Linked DNA regions of Sus scrofa: regions 2 and 3 are each linked to region 1. Evidence: chromatin contacts called from public HiChIP or PLAC-seq and promoter capture Hi-C data. All regions are on one chromosome and are shown on one strand. Each heading gives the region's core, a stretch centred on a gene start, on an enhancer-like site or on the middle of the called end of the contact. The rest is flanking DNA. Distances are from core to core; before and after follow the strand shown.

The links. Promoter capture Hi-C pulls out the DNA fragments that hold promoters and counts their contacts. HiChIP or PLAC-seq counts read pairs in DNA pulled down with a chosen protein or histone mark.
Region 2: a contact with region 1 is called in an H3K27ac HiChIP or PLAC-seq map of alveolar macrophages. The contact joins the promoter of PLAT here to the promoter of POLB in region 1. A contact is called at or near these places in 1 of 5 promoter capture datasets (liver) and 1 of 2 datasets of contacts at active chromatin or transcription factors (alveolar macrophages).
Region 3: a promoter capture Hi-C map of fetal skeletal muscle shows a contact between it and region 1, with 2.9 times the contacts expected there. The contact joins the enhancer-like site here to the promoter of POLB in region 1. A contact is called at or near these places in 3 of 5 promoter capture datasets (fetal liver, fetal skeletal muscle and liver), 3 of 47 Hi-C or Micro-C datasets (embryonic fibroblasts, fetal skeletal muscle and mesenteric adipose tissue) and 2 of 2 datasets of contacts at active chromatin or transcription factors (alveolar macrophages and skeletal muscle).

The regions. Positions count from the first base shown.
Region 1 is chr17:11,353,989-11,358,279 of Sscrofa11.1, forward strand. POLB (DNA polymerase beta) reads left to right here and starts at 2,142. Exons shown (of 15, transcript XM_021078254.1): 1 at 2,142-2,380; 2 at 2,705-2,762. The coding sequence starts at 2,320.
Region 2 is chr17:11,222,028-11,226,292 of Sscrofa11.1, forward strand. It overlaps PLAT (plasminogen activator, tissue type), which reads right to left and starts at 1,794. Exons shown (of 16, transcript NM_214054.1): 1 at 1,728-1,794.
Region 3 is chr17:11,193,500-11,197,555 of Sscrofa11.1, forward strand. It overlaps PLAT (plasminogen activator, tissue type), which reads right to left. Exons shown (of 16, transcript NM_214054.1): 16 at 2,100-2,912. The coding sequence ends at 2,754. Among named protein-coding and RNA genes, the nearest start is that of PLAT, 28 kb to the right of the region's middle. Within about 2 kb of position 2,227, at least 2 of the 83 cell types and tissues checked have an H3K27ac peak or open chromatin away from gene starts, as enhancers often do. A contact at or near this core is called in fetal skeletal muscle and skeletal muscle, where this site is marked.

The sequences.
Region 1 (4,291 bases), core at 892-3,391:
TGGCCTTACTCAGCGGGTTAGGGATCCAGTGTTGCCATGAGCTGTGATGTAGGTCGCAGACGTCGCTTGGATCTGGCGTTGTGTTGATGTGGCGTAGACCCGAAGCTACGGCTCCAATTCAACCCCTAGCCTGGCAACTTCCAAATGCTGAGGGTGTGGCCCTAAAAAGAAAAAACACTGGAGAAGGAGTGGTTAGTAAGGAACAGTAAGGAACAAGGGCAACCCAGAGCAGAGGCTAATTTAGGAGCCAAGTGAAAACAGATTATTTCAGGAAAAGTAGTTGAGTGGATCCAAGGTTACTGTTTAGTCCAAGAAGATGAGAACAGAGCATTGATTAATTTCCTTGGATTTTTCTGGCACTGATCTTTTAACAGTTAGTGTAACTCATATAAAAAGTGATCCTAAGGGTTCCCACTGTTGTGCAACAGGATTAGTGTTGTCTCTGCCGCGCTGGGATACAGGTTCAATCCCCAACCTGGCACAGCAGGTTAAGGATCCAGCGTTGCTGCAGCTGTGGCGTAGGCCGAAACTGTGGCTGGGCTCTGATCCCTGGCCCAGGAATTTCCATATGATGCCAGGCAGCCAAAGAAGAAGAAGAAAAAAGTGATCCCACAATTGCCTAAAGTTGTAACTGTCATTATTCAGAGGTGAAAATTTTTTTATTTAATGAGAAATGACCATTCATGAGAACAAAATAATATGAATACAACTGGAATGGAGATTGCATAGGAAAAAGGCAGAACGGAGAATATCTAAATGAAGGTGTGGATCAAGGTGTTAAGAAGTTTTAGAAGAAAGTTAAAAGGCAAGGGATAAGGAGATGATGCAAATATTTACCAAAATATTTACAAATGCAATATACACAAAAGGGTTAGTAGTAGTAGTTTAAAAATGTAAGTTAGAAACAGACAACTACCCCATTAGAAAAATGAGCAAAGGATATAAATAGGAAATTCACAAAAGAAGACATACAAATGTCCAAGAAGCATAATGTTAAGGTGTACACTTGTATTCTAAAAAACCAAACAACCTCCCCCAACAAACCAAAAAACAAAAAACCCAGGCATGACCTAACCACAGAAACTAATTTTATGTAATTATTCCATTGTCGAAAAATGACGGGGATTTTAAAAGGACTGGATTAGAAGATTGGAAGTATATGTTCCAAAATATGAGTAGTGGTTAAGCTGGATGGTGAGATAATCATTGATGTTCATTTTCTCTTCTCCTATACATTTCTGATTTTGCTACAGCAACCATGTATCATTTTGCGAGGCTTTTAATTTTATTTACATACAAAGCAATTGCCTGGAATTGGCAGTTGAGTATGAACCTCAGGAGTTATACTTGGAAATTAAATAGTGCTGTTGCCACATTTCCATTTCTCAAGCAGAGCTGTAAATTTCTCAGATATAGGTCATTATGTTGTAATGGCAGTTACACTGCTCATTATCTATCTAGGTTAATGACTTTTCCCTTCTTATTGTTTTTTTTTTTTTTTTCCACTTCTGCCCCCAGTGCAAAAAGAGCAGAACAAAAAAATAAAATTATCTTCCGACATTGGTTGGCATATCTGCCAAAGAGTTTAGGCTGGGGCATTTCCTATGATCCGCAGACTTCATTCCAGGCTCATGCAGCAACCTTACAGGACTCCTCTACAGAGTGGACTGCACTGCTATCTCGCAGCAAGTTTGGACAATGTCTGACGCCAGTGTTACAACTAATCAGACATAAAGCACGTGATGCATCCAACACCTATTACTGTGCACATATGGTATGTATTCTACCCGCATCCCACCATCTTACATACCCCCACCGCCACCTGAGGTATTGACTTTAGAGTCAAAACCCAACTGCCCCTCAAGGGAGAGGATTGCAGAGAAACATACTGGGAAGACAGGTAAAACGTCTTGAGTCAGAAATCCAGGCCCTCCCTTAGGAAACCCATTGGGATGTAATCCTGGGGCATCCAACTTCCGTCCGCCAAATCCAAGCTCTGGCCCAGCCTGTCTTCCAGATACCCATTTCTCTCTCGCTCCACCGCTAGCCCCACCCCATCCTCTGCACCGGCCGCGCCCCGCCCACCTTAGCACCGGCCCCGCCCACCCTGGCAGAGGCCCCGCCCCGAGCGCGTGACGTCATCAGCGCGCCACGCGCCGCGCCCCCTGTCAGAGGCAGCCATTGTTCCGCCGGTCTCGCTGGCTTGGCGGAGACCATGATGGTCCTCCCCCCTCTCCAAGTCCCGGCCCTTACTTAAAGCTGGGAGAGGGGGCTTGTCGCCGGCTGTGAGCGCGCTGCGGTCCTCGCGTGCAGACCACCATGAGCAAGCGGAAGGCGCCGCAGGAGACTCTGAACGGAGGCATCACCGACATGCTCACAGGTTAGTGCCAGCCGGGTGCCGCAGGCTTTCTCCTCTTCTCCCTCCCCATTGCCTTCCCTTCTCTCTGTCCTCGCTCGACAAGCTCAGGGATGGGTTGGCCCCTCACAGCGCGGAGTCTGCCTTGCAGATCTTCCTTCGGCGCCGGTGCTGATTGTCAGCCCTGCTGGGGGACCCTTGCGTCACGCTTGGGTTGCCCTTGGCCTGGCCGGTTTACAAGCAGGGGTCACTGTCCCTGAGAAGCTTTTAGGTCCTCTTCCAGGAAACTCCGTTCTCACTTGTTTACTCGTGGTTCTTGCTCACCCGACTTTCCTGTTGCCTTTTCAGAACTCGCAAACTTTGAGAAGAACGTGAACCAGGCTATACACAAGTACAACGCCTATAGGTGAGACCGTGCGGCGTTCTCTGGGATGTGTGGCAGTCAGCCGGGCTGAGGGTCTAGTGGATATTTGGACCATCTGCAGGAGGAGAAAAAAACAAGAACTGAGAGTATTGACTTTGGTGGCACCTTACTGTGATACTCCTGGGAGAATTTGGGCACAGCTTTGTAGGATCAATTTTGATTAGTTGCCAATTCTGATTGAAAAAAGGTTAATACCTGTTTTTCCCGTCATCAAATGTGGATTACTGAAAATGCAGTTTAATTTTAAGCCATAATGAGAGAGTGGGAGAGGTCTGTGTTGAAAGAAGATATGGTTCAAGGAAGTCTTTCCGTCTGTTTGGTCTGTGGCTAATCTGTTACCTTTTTGGATCCCGTCCTTGTCCTTTTCTTTTTTAATTGAAGTATAGTTGTTTTACAGTGTTGTGCTTATTTCTACTGTGCAGCATCCTTGTCCATTTCACCAGGGGCTTTATTCTAGCCGTTAATACCACAACCACCTCTGTCTGCCCCCTTAGCCTGTCCAAATGCTCACCTTTTTTTTTTTTTTTTTTTTAATGTCTTTTTGCCATTTCTTGGGCCACTCCCACAGCATATGTTGGTTCCAAGGCTAAGGGTCCAGTCGGAGCTGTAGCTGCCAGCCTACACCAGAGCCACAGCAACTCGGAATCCCAGCCGCGTCTGCAACCTACACCACAGCTCATGGCAACGCCGGATCCTTAACCCACTGAGCGAGGCCAGGGATCGAACCTGCAACCTCATGGTTCCTAGTCGGATTTGTTAACCACTGAGCCACGAGGGGAACTCCAATGCCTCAGCTTTTAAAAGCAAAATCAAAGTAAACTTCTTAACTTTCTTCTACCCTCTAGCTAGCGCCTTTCTCTTTCCTCCACTTTGCAGTTGACCTTGAATAATCTGAATTCCTGGCCTGGATTTCCTCATCCCGTCATTCCTCCTCTCACTGCAGTATAATTTTCATCCCTCTATTCCTCTGAAAAGGTTCTCACCCATATCTCATCTCACTGGACTCTCAGTGATGTTCACCTTGACTTGCATGATGGTACAACCTTCTGTTCTTTCACCTCTTCTATCTTACCTTTTAATGTTGTAGTTCCCAGAGGTCTACACTTAGCCCATTTTTCTCACTTTTCAGTCTTTCCTTGGCAGTCTTACATTCTTGGCTTTGAACACCATTTATGTCAGCGACTCCAAATCTGCATCACATTGGGCTTTTCTCCAGATGTTCAAGCCTGTATTACCTTTATCTCTATCCTTTTCTCTACCCTTCTTCCTCCCCCACAACATAGTTATAAACTGATTACTCTCCCTCCTTTCCTTACCTCCTGTGAATTCCTGTAAAAGTAATTGCACTATCATCCACACATTTGATGATCTCAAAATCAGAGAGATAGTCAACCCTATATTCTGTCTGAGTCTCAGCAGGCTTCAGAGGAGGTATTTAGTTTTGAAGGAGCCCATCAGGAGATGGAGGAGAGGAGGAACAATTTAGAGAAAGGAAACAAAATAAGCCATGG
Region 2 (4,265 bases), core at 544-3,043, 130 kb before region 1:
TCTAGGCCACCAGGGAACTCCAAAACTGAACATTTCAACTCAATACAGATATTTGGTATTCAGAGAAGCACACGGGTTTGGAGTTTTGACTGGAACTGAGTCCACGATTAAAGCCAAAAACCAGGTTGCCACCTTGGCCTCCAATCCAGAATGACCTGCCCACACTCTGGAAGCTTTGGAAGACCCAAGGCCAACATTGCTCCCTCCAAAGGACGATCAAGCCAAAGGACCGCTTACGCTGCTGTAAAACCCCAGGCCGCAGGGGGATTAGTGACAGGCCCACCTGCACAGTAACTGCCCCAGAAGCGCAACAGCCTTCTGAGGGGCGCTGGTGGCTTCAACTCACACCAGCGGGGGGTTGTGGCTGAGTTGCTCCTACTGACCTCCAGCTCTGCTCCCCAACAAGCTAGGGCCCCAGGTCCCAGAGCCCCTCCTTGAGCACAAACTAGTAACAGGACCGTTGCTGTTTCTTAGCTACTCGCTCAAAGCAGGAACTGAACCAGGCCTGTAAGGAAGCCACCAAGGGCAGCCTTATCCCCAGGAGCATCTGATACGAGGGTCCCCAGAATTAATTTACTGAGAGGGTCCTGGAGACTCTGCAAAGAGTGGCTCTCATTTGCTCTCAATGAGAGCCAGCACTTTGAGGCTGGCGTCCTGGAGAACGTTTTAAGTAGAATCAACCGATGGATAGGATAGAGCTATTTCTAGCTCCATTTTCACGGCGTCTCTGCAGCTGCCCCATCTGGCTCTGTGCTCAGGAAGCACTTACCGGGCAGCTCATGCTGACCTGCGTCTATTGATTCTGGACCGGTCAGTGTGTGCATCCCAGGATGTCTTCCTGCCCCACAGGCAAGAATTGCTAGGAAGTCCTTTGGGGGGGTGGAGTGGGAGGAATCCACTTAAGAACTGGCTTTCGGAATTTCTTCACACACTCACACACGTAATTTTTCTCTCATCAGCCAGGTGCAGAAAACCACCACGACGGATTCTCACTACCACACTTCTTTGGGCTTGAGTCTGCCATCAGTTACCCGAGAGCTCCCTCTCTCCCTCCCCTTGAGGTTAAGAAAATGCAGATAATAACATCGAAACCCTTGAGGGCCAGACAGGCTCCCTGCAGAACATGTTAGCAGTAGATGACATGGCTGTGATTGCCCCTGGAGTTGAAAAGTTCTGAGGTCCCCACACTTTGCACCAGGGTGGGGGAGGGGATGCCAGCAGAGGAAGGGGTGTTGAGGGGGAGCCCAGAGCCAGCCCCCTCCTCTAGTCCCCGGCTCGGTGGGCAAGTCCCTCTCCACCCTCCCCAGCCTCAGTTTCCCTGTGGGTTCGCAGAGGGAGGCAGCCTAGCCAGATGCCCCCAGGGACCCTCCGCGCACTCACCCCTGATAGCCCTTTTCACATCTTTTGCCCGTTAGTCATGAGGCGCGTCCATTGTCTCTTCAGAGCCTTTGGGTTCCATTCTTTTCACTGTCCCCTTTGCAATCTTCAGCTCCAGGAAATACATCCTTTCCAGCCCCCTCTCCACCCCTGACCCCCGTCGCCTCGCCCCTCCGAACACTCCAGCCCACCCACCCCATTAGATGCACAAAGAAAGCTCCCTGCGGGCGCAGACCGCTTCTGGCCCTAATCACAAAGTCGGCCCCTTGATCAGACGGCGCTCCTTCCTCGACTCAGAAAGACTTTTGAGCGAGAGAAAAGGAGACCGAGAGGTGCAGAATCCCACCTACCGCCACTGCCCGCCGCTGTCGCCGCCGCCGTCTTCTCTCCTCGGACAGGCTCTCCCTTCAGCCCCGGGCTCTGCAGGACCTCGGCAGCACTCACCCGGCGCCGGCTCCGGCCTCCTTTAAATTTCAAAGCAGGGGGTGGGGTCGGTGGCCCTGGGGTGGGCGGGCTTCTCTGCTGCCGCCGGAAGATGCCCAGTGGACTGGCCGCTGGAGCCCAGCCGGGGCGGGCCTGTTTTTATAAAGAGGGGGAGGAAGTTCCCCCTGGAAGCGGGCGCAGGCCATCCTGGCTTCGGGCCAGGGCTGATTATTCACTGTCCTGATGTCATCATTCACAGGAATTTGGGAGGTAGACTGTGACCTGAAGATACGTCTTCCTTTAGAACTCTAGTCACCAGTCACCGGGAGTTACCAGTGCAGCGCAGTGGGTTATGGACCTGACTAGTATCAATCAAGGAAGATGTGGGTTTGATCCCTGGCCTCTCTCGGTGGGTTAAGGATCTGGCGTGGCTGTGGCCAGCATCTGTAGTTCCTATTCAACCCCTAGACTGGGAACTTCTATATGCCACAGGCTGGCCCTAAAAAGCAAAATATTATTATTGTTGTTGTTGTTGTTGTTGTTACAACCATCTCAATGGATGCTGAAGACCCGCTGACTTGAAGCCCCTTTCTGAAGAAGCGGAGTTTACTTTTTTAAACGAATGCACTCCGAGGGGACTGGAAGGGGGAGGGGGATTCTTCTGGAATCTCTAGGAATAGCTCTGCTGCTCCAGACACAAGAGGTTGGAAGAGCTGGACAGATGGACCAGCCGCCTTCAGGGCAGAGGAAAGTCAGGCACCCGAGGGAGGGTGAGGACAGGTAAACAAGAAGTGGGCAGGGCTTCCCTGCTCACCTGCCCTGGAAAGTGTCCCTGCCCGGGAATCAGCCACTCCCCAGCTCTGTCACCTTGGGGGAAATCATTTCATTTCTCTGTAAACTGAATCCTTCTGGGGCCACTGAGGTCTTCTGAGCTCCCGAGGTCCCCACTGGGTTGTGGAATACCCACTGGGGGCGCTGAGTCCACTCTCTGCCTGAACCGGGCTGCACACGCGGAAGCTCCATCCCTCCCCACCCACCGTCGTACCAAGGAAGTTTTTCCGTGTTTGCCCTTAAATGTACATGTCCCCGTCTGACCTGGATCTGGCAAATGACTGATAAATGAGGGCCGCACGCACAGTATAGGGGAAAGCCTGACGCCTGAATCAGCTGTACCAGGAATTAGGGATGTGACCTCAGTCAAGTTTTTCAGTTATGCTGAGCTTTGGCAGCTGAGGTCACCTATGGATTAGAGAGAGAGAATGCAGATGAGATCCCTGACACGTGGAAGGGTGCAGCCAGCGGCAGCTGTTCTTGCTGGTCGATGATGTCCCGCTGAGAAAAGGCACTGTGAAAATGAGAGAGAAGTGGGACAAAGGCTGCAGGAGGCTGGCAAGGAAAAATGTGGCAGGCCAGCTTTCCTGTACTCTGATTCTAAATACCCTCGTACTTGTCAAGCTTGAGAGCTGATTTAGAGGTTGGAAAATAAGAGTCATGGCCAAGGTTGAAGTGTCTTTCCACGTAATTTTTTTCTTTTCACTGCCTCACCTGCGGCATACAGAAGTTCCCTGGCTAGGGGTCGAATCGGAGCTTCATCTGCAACCTACACCACAGCTCATGGCAACGCCGGATACTCAACCCAGTGAGTGAGGCCAGGGAGCGAACCTCCATCCTCACCGACACTGTGTCAGGTTCTTAACCCACTGAGCCACAACGGAAACTCCTGTCTGTCCAGATTTTTTTATCAAGCCATAGCTCAGTCCCTGGCCATTACAGAAAGGCGCGGTGGGGTGCCAAGTCAGCTACACTGGCTCTTTATCTGCAGACAAGCATCGGATAAAGCTCTATCAGGGATAAGCTATACCTGTCCCTTGAGACGGTCTACTTTCCTGTAAGGTGCTTTGCTAGGAAGAGGCTCAGAGGGGTTTTTGTTGTTTTTCTTTCCTTTCTTGCTTTCTTGGTTTTTTGCATTTTGGCTCAGCAGAGGTGAAGAGCAATAGGACTTTATTTATTTATTTTTCCACTGCGCCACGACAGGAACTCCGGCAATAGGACTTTAATTTGAGCTCCCGTAGAAGATGAATGATCTCACGTAAATGCTTAGATCACAGAGAGACGGCAAGTCTGGGTAAGGACTCCGAAAGTTTGGCCAGAGATGCTGTGGTGGCAGGGGAGCGGGTGGCCAGGTGTGATTGAAGGCTGTGGGGGTGGGGGGGAGGTTTGCAAGGGGGGTGGGTAGGGGGAGTCCATCCCCCCCAACCCCAACCCCAACCCCCCTTAGGTTTTAGGCCCCAAATCAAATGCAAATTTGATCGGTTAAACTTCAAAGTGCTCTCCCGTAGGGAGGGGTGGTCTGTTGGGTGGTGGGGGAGAGCGTGTGTGTTGGGGGTGCTTGGGGTCTCGAGGTGGGCCCAGCACAGGGGATTGAGAGGAGAAGGTTTTCAGGTCAGGTGAGTTTTGTGGAAATC
Region 3 (4,056 bases), core at 977-3,476, 160 kb before region 1:
CAACCTACACCACAGCTCACAGCTCACATCAAACCGGATCCTTAACTCACTGAGCAAGGCCAGGGATCAAACCCACATCCTTGTGGATCCTAGTCAGATTCGTTATTGCTGAGCCACGATGGGAACTCCCTCTGGGTTGTTTCTGGCCAGTCATCTTGCTCAGACCTACGTGGTCTGGCTCTGGTTCCTTCTTGGTGGTGTGAGCATCTTTCCACCAAGATGGATTCCAGCACTAAGGATTCTGGGAGGTTGGTCATCTTCTCCCTACTGGCCCCTCACAGATCCTCCCAGTTATTCTTCAGGGTAGCACTTTGTTCCTTGTTGGGACCCCACCCCCTTGTAAGATAACTCATGCAAGTGGCTATTACCATGCCTGCCAAGGTGGGCAGTTTCAGTCAATTGTGCCCTAACAAAATCTCACAACTCAGATTGGGACTTAATCTCACTGCCTTTTTTTTTGTCTTTTTAGAGCTGCACCCGCGGCACATGGAGGTTCCCAGGCTAGGGGTCCAGTCGGAGCTGTAGCCGCCATCCTATGCCAGGGCCACAGCAACTCGGGATCTGAGCCAAGTCTGTGAGCTACACCATAGCTCACGGCAACTCGGTATCCTTAACCCACTCAGCGAGGCCAGGGATCAAATTTATGTCTTCATGGATGCCAGTCAGGTTCGTTAACCACTGAGCCATGACAGGATCTTCTCCACTGCTTTTCTTTTTTTCTTTCTTTCTTTCTTTTTTTTTTTTTTTTTTTTTTTTTGTCTTTTTGCCTTTTCTAGGGCTGCTCCCACGGCATATGGAGGTTCCCAAGTTAGGGGTCTAATTGGAGCTGTAGCTGCCGGCCTACGCCAGAGCCACAGCAACTTGAGATCAGAGCCGTATCTGCAACCCACACCACAGCTCACAGCAATGCCAGATCCCCAACCCACTGAGCAAGGCCAGGGATCGAACCTGCAACTTCATGGTTCCTAGTTAGATGCGTTAACCACTGAGCCACAGCGGGACCTGATTTCAGGACTGAAGTTCAGGTTCTTTATGTCTCAGTTCAAAGTGATACAGAAGAAGCAGATTCACTGAAGCAGATTCCACCCCCACTCCCCTTACATGATAAAACTGTAGTCCACCTAATCCTCGGGCAGGGTCTCCTCCCCTGCCCACTTGCATCTCTCACAAGCATCTTATCTTAATAAAATCTATCTCTTGTCCATCACTTTGTCTCTCGCTGAATACGTTCTATGCTCAGGCACAAAGAACCGGAACCTCAACAAATCCAGACACCAGGTGAGTGGTTCTCATTTAAAATCCATGGGTTCAAGTCCCAATCTGGATTTTTGGCTGGGTCCAGCACGTGGGTTCAAGTCCCATCTGGGCTCTGGCTAGGTTCAAGTCTCATGTATTATCAGTTTCAGAATCAAGTCCAAAGCTCAGTTTGGCATTCAAAACACCGTAATTAAATTCCAACCTACATTCTTCTTCATAAACTTCACTTTGGACCAACTGTACAACTCAGTTCCTTTCCTCACTTCCCCGGCCTTTTTTGCTCTCTAGATCTGCAGATTTTCACACAGGGATGTTCCTTGCCTGAGGAATGCACTCCACAGAGTTCCCTGGTGGCCTAGCAGGCTAAGGATCCAGCATTGTTACCACTGTGGCTCAGGTCACAGGTTTCAATCCCTGCCTGAGAACTTCCTCATGCTGTGGGCATAGCCAAAAAAAAAAAAAAAAAAAAAAGCCTTTACCACCTCTCTCTACCAGCCCAAATCATGACCAATTTTTGAAAAGCCTACCTAATTTTATCTTGTTCCTTAACATTCTCCAATCCTTCCTGCAGCTAAGTTTCAGTAAAACTTCCTTTTTGTGCTCCATCTCCATTCTGCCTTGTCATTTCCCTAAATAGCTCTTTTCCAATCAAACCAAAAGCTCCTTTCTTCCCCCCTTTATTTCCCAACCACAGCACCTAGTACAGCACACTGTATGCCGCAGCTATTCTGAATGAATGAAAGGAAATATTTCCAATGATTCAAAGAATGTGGACAGGAGTAACATGGATAAAAGAGCTGGGGGGCGGGGGTCACAAACGACTCCACTCTGATTTGGGAAAATATGTGAAAAATATATCAGACTTTATTATTCCAGTAAGATATCATTCAGGGTTGTGGCAACATAGTAAATAAACACGAGACTGGATTGATATAAATAAGCTGAAGCCTAGTTTCTCAGTTATTCAAATGACATGTGTCTCCTCTTCTATTATGATGTTTATAAAGAAAAAAGAATTACACTGTGCACGACAGGATTTCCTTCCAAGAGCTGGAGCAAAGGAAAGCCAGACACTTGATTTAAAGGCTGGATTTGAGGAGTCTGATCTGGCCAGCCAGCCCCTCCCTCCCTAAGAGCCCCCAGCTTCCTGTGACTATAAATAGACATTCTATTTCTAATGCAACCCTTCTTCCCTGAAGGATCAAGTTCTCTTTGACTCTTGAGACACACTTTTATCTTTGTGGTCCCGTTTCCAATGCTTCTGGCATTGACAGAGCAGGAGGTGGGCTTCTGTGCTGGGTGGTGGTGTTCAGGTGGCATTCATCCATTGTCCCCGACTGACAGAGTCCATTTCAGACCTTAAGTCCTGAAAACTTCTCAGATGGGAAGTACCTGCGAAGATAACACCTTCCCCCTGCCTGGGCGGCGGGAAGAAGCACCCGCCTCGGCGCATCGTCTCCAAGGTGGAGGAAGTAGCGTCTCCGTGAGGTTCTCGGTCACGGTCTCGTGTTGTCTCGAATCCAGTTCAGGTAATTTGTGACCTTGGTGTACACACCCGGAACGTCCTTCTGCCCGCAGCCCAGGCCCCAGCTGATGACGCCAACCAAGGTCATGTGGTTGCCCTTCATACACACCAGGGGGCCGCCCGAGTCCCCCTGCAGGAAGGAGAACAGGTGAGCTGTTTTACGAGAAGGCAGACGCTCTGGGGGAAGTTAGGGTGAACATTCGTAGTATTACTATCCACAGTCTTCAAAGAGTTTAGTTTGGGGAAGGCATTCTTTCTGCTTTTTCGGCTGCCCCCAGCGCAGGTGGTAGTTCCCAGGCCAGGGATCAAATCAGAGCTGTGGCTGCGACCTGTGCCACAGCTGCAGCCACACCACCGATCCTTAACTCACTGTGCAGGGCCGGGGATTGAACCACAGAGGAGCCGGCTCATTGACCCACAGCACCACAGTGGGGACTCCTGGGGGAGGGAAATTTTATCTCCATGATCTCGGTCCTCTGGAGAATTGGGTTGTTATTTACCTTGTAAAGTGGAATTAAGCTAATTGCTCAGATATTTCAGGTCTGTACCTGGCTTGTAACTCCGCCACTTAGTAGCCTTGGGGCTAACTCAGCTTCAGTGTTCCTACCTGAATGATACTAGAGAATGAATACTCATCCCCAATGGAAGTCATCCTACCTCCCTTATAAGGTTATGGGAATTGTGGGGGAGAAAGCTTAAAAAGCTCTAAAAACAATGTATGACCTTTAGTAAAACTCCCGGTAATTGTTAGCTGTTGTCTTACGGAATGGAAACGATTTCTGTTTTAACTTGACCTAGCCAATAGATCACGGTTTAGTTTTTGCGTGCAACCTTTTTATGATTGTCGAGCTGGGTGGGGTGGTTGAGGGGTCTGAAGAAACCTTTCAGAAAGAGATCAAAGGTGGAGTTCCTGCTGTGATGCAATGAAATCAGCGGCTTCTCCGCAGCACCCCGGCCCAAGACTGTGGGTTGAAGGGTTTGGCATTGGCTGTAGCCGTGGCTTAGGTGAAAACTGTGGCTCAGATCTGATCCCTGGCCCAGGATCTCCAAATGCCGTGGGTGACCAAAAAAGGAAAGAACAAAAAAAAAAAAGAGAGAGAGAGAGAGAGAGGCCAAAGGCTGATAAGGAACCAAGAATGGGAGGAAGATGCTTGGTGTGATCACCATGTGAGAACCAAGCCCACAAAGTCTTCAGCACCAGAGCCGGTCCTGCTGCCTCCTGTCCCCTCTGCCCAAGACTTGGTGGAGAGCCAGGTGTGCTCTGGGCACAAAAA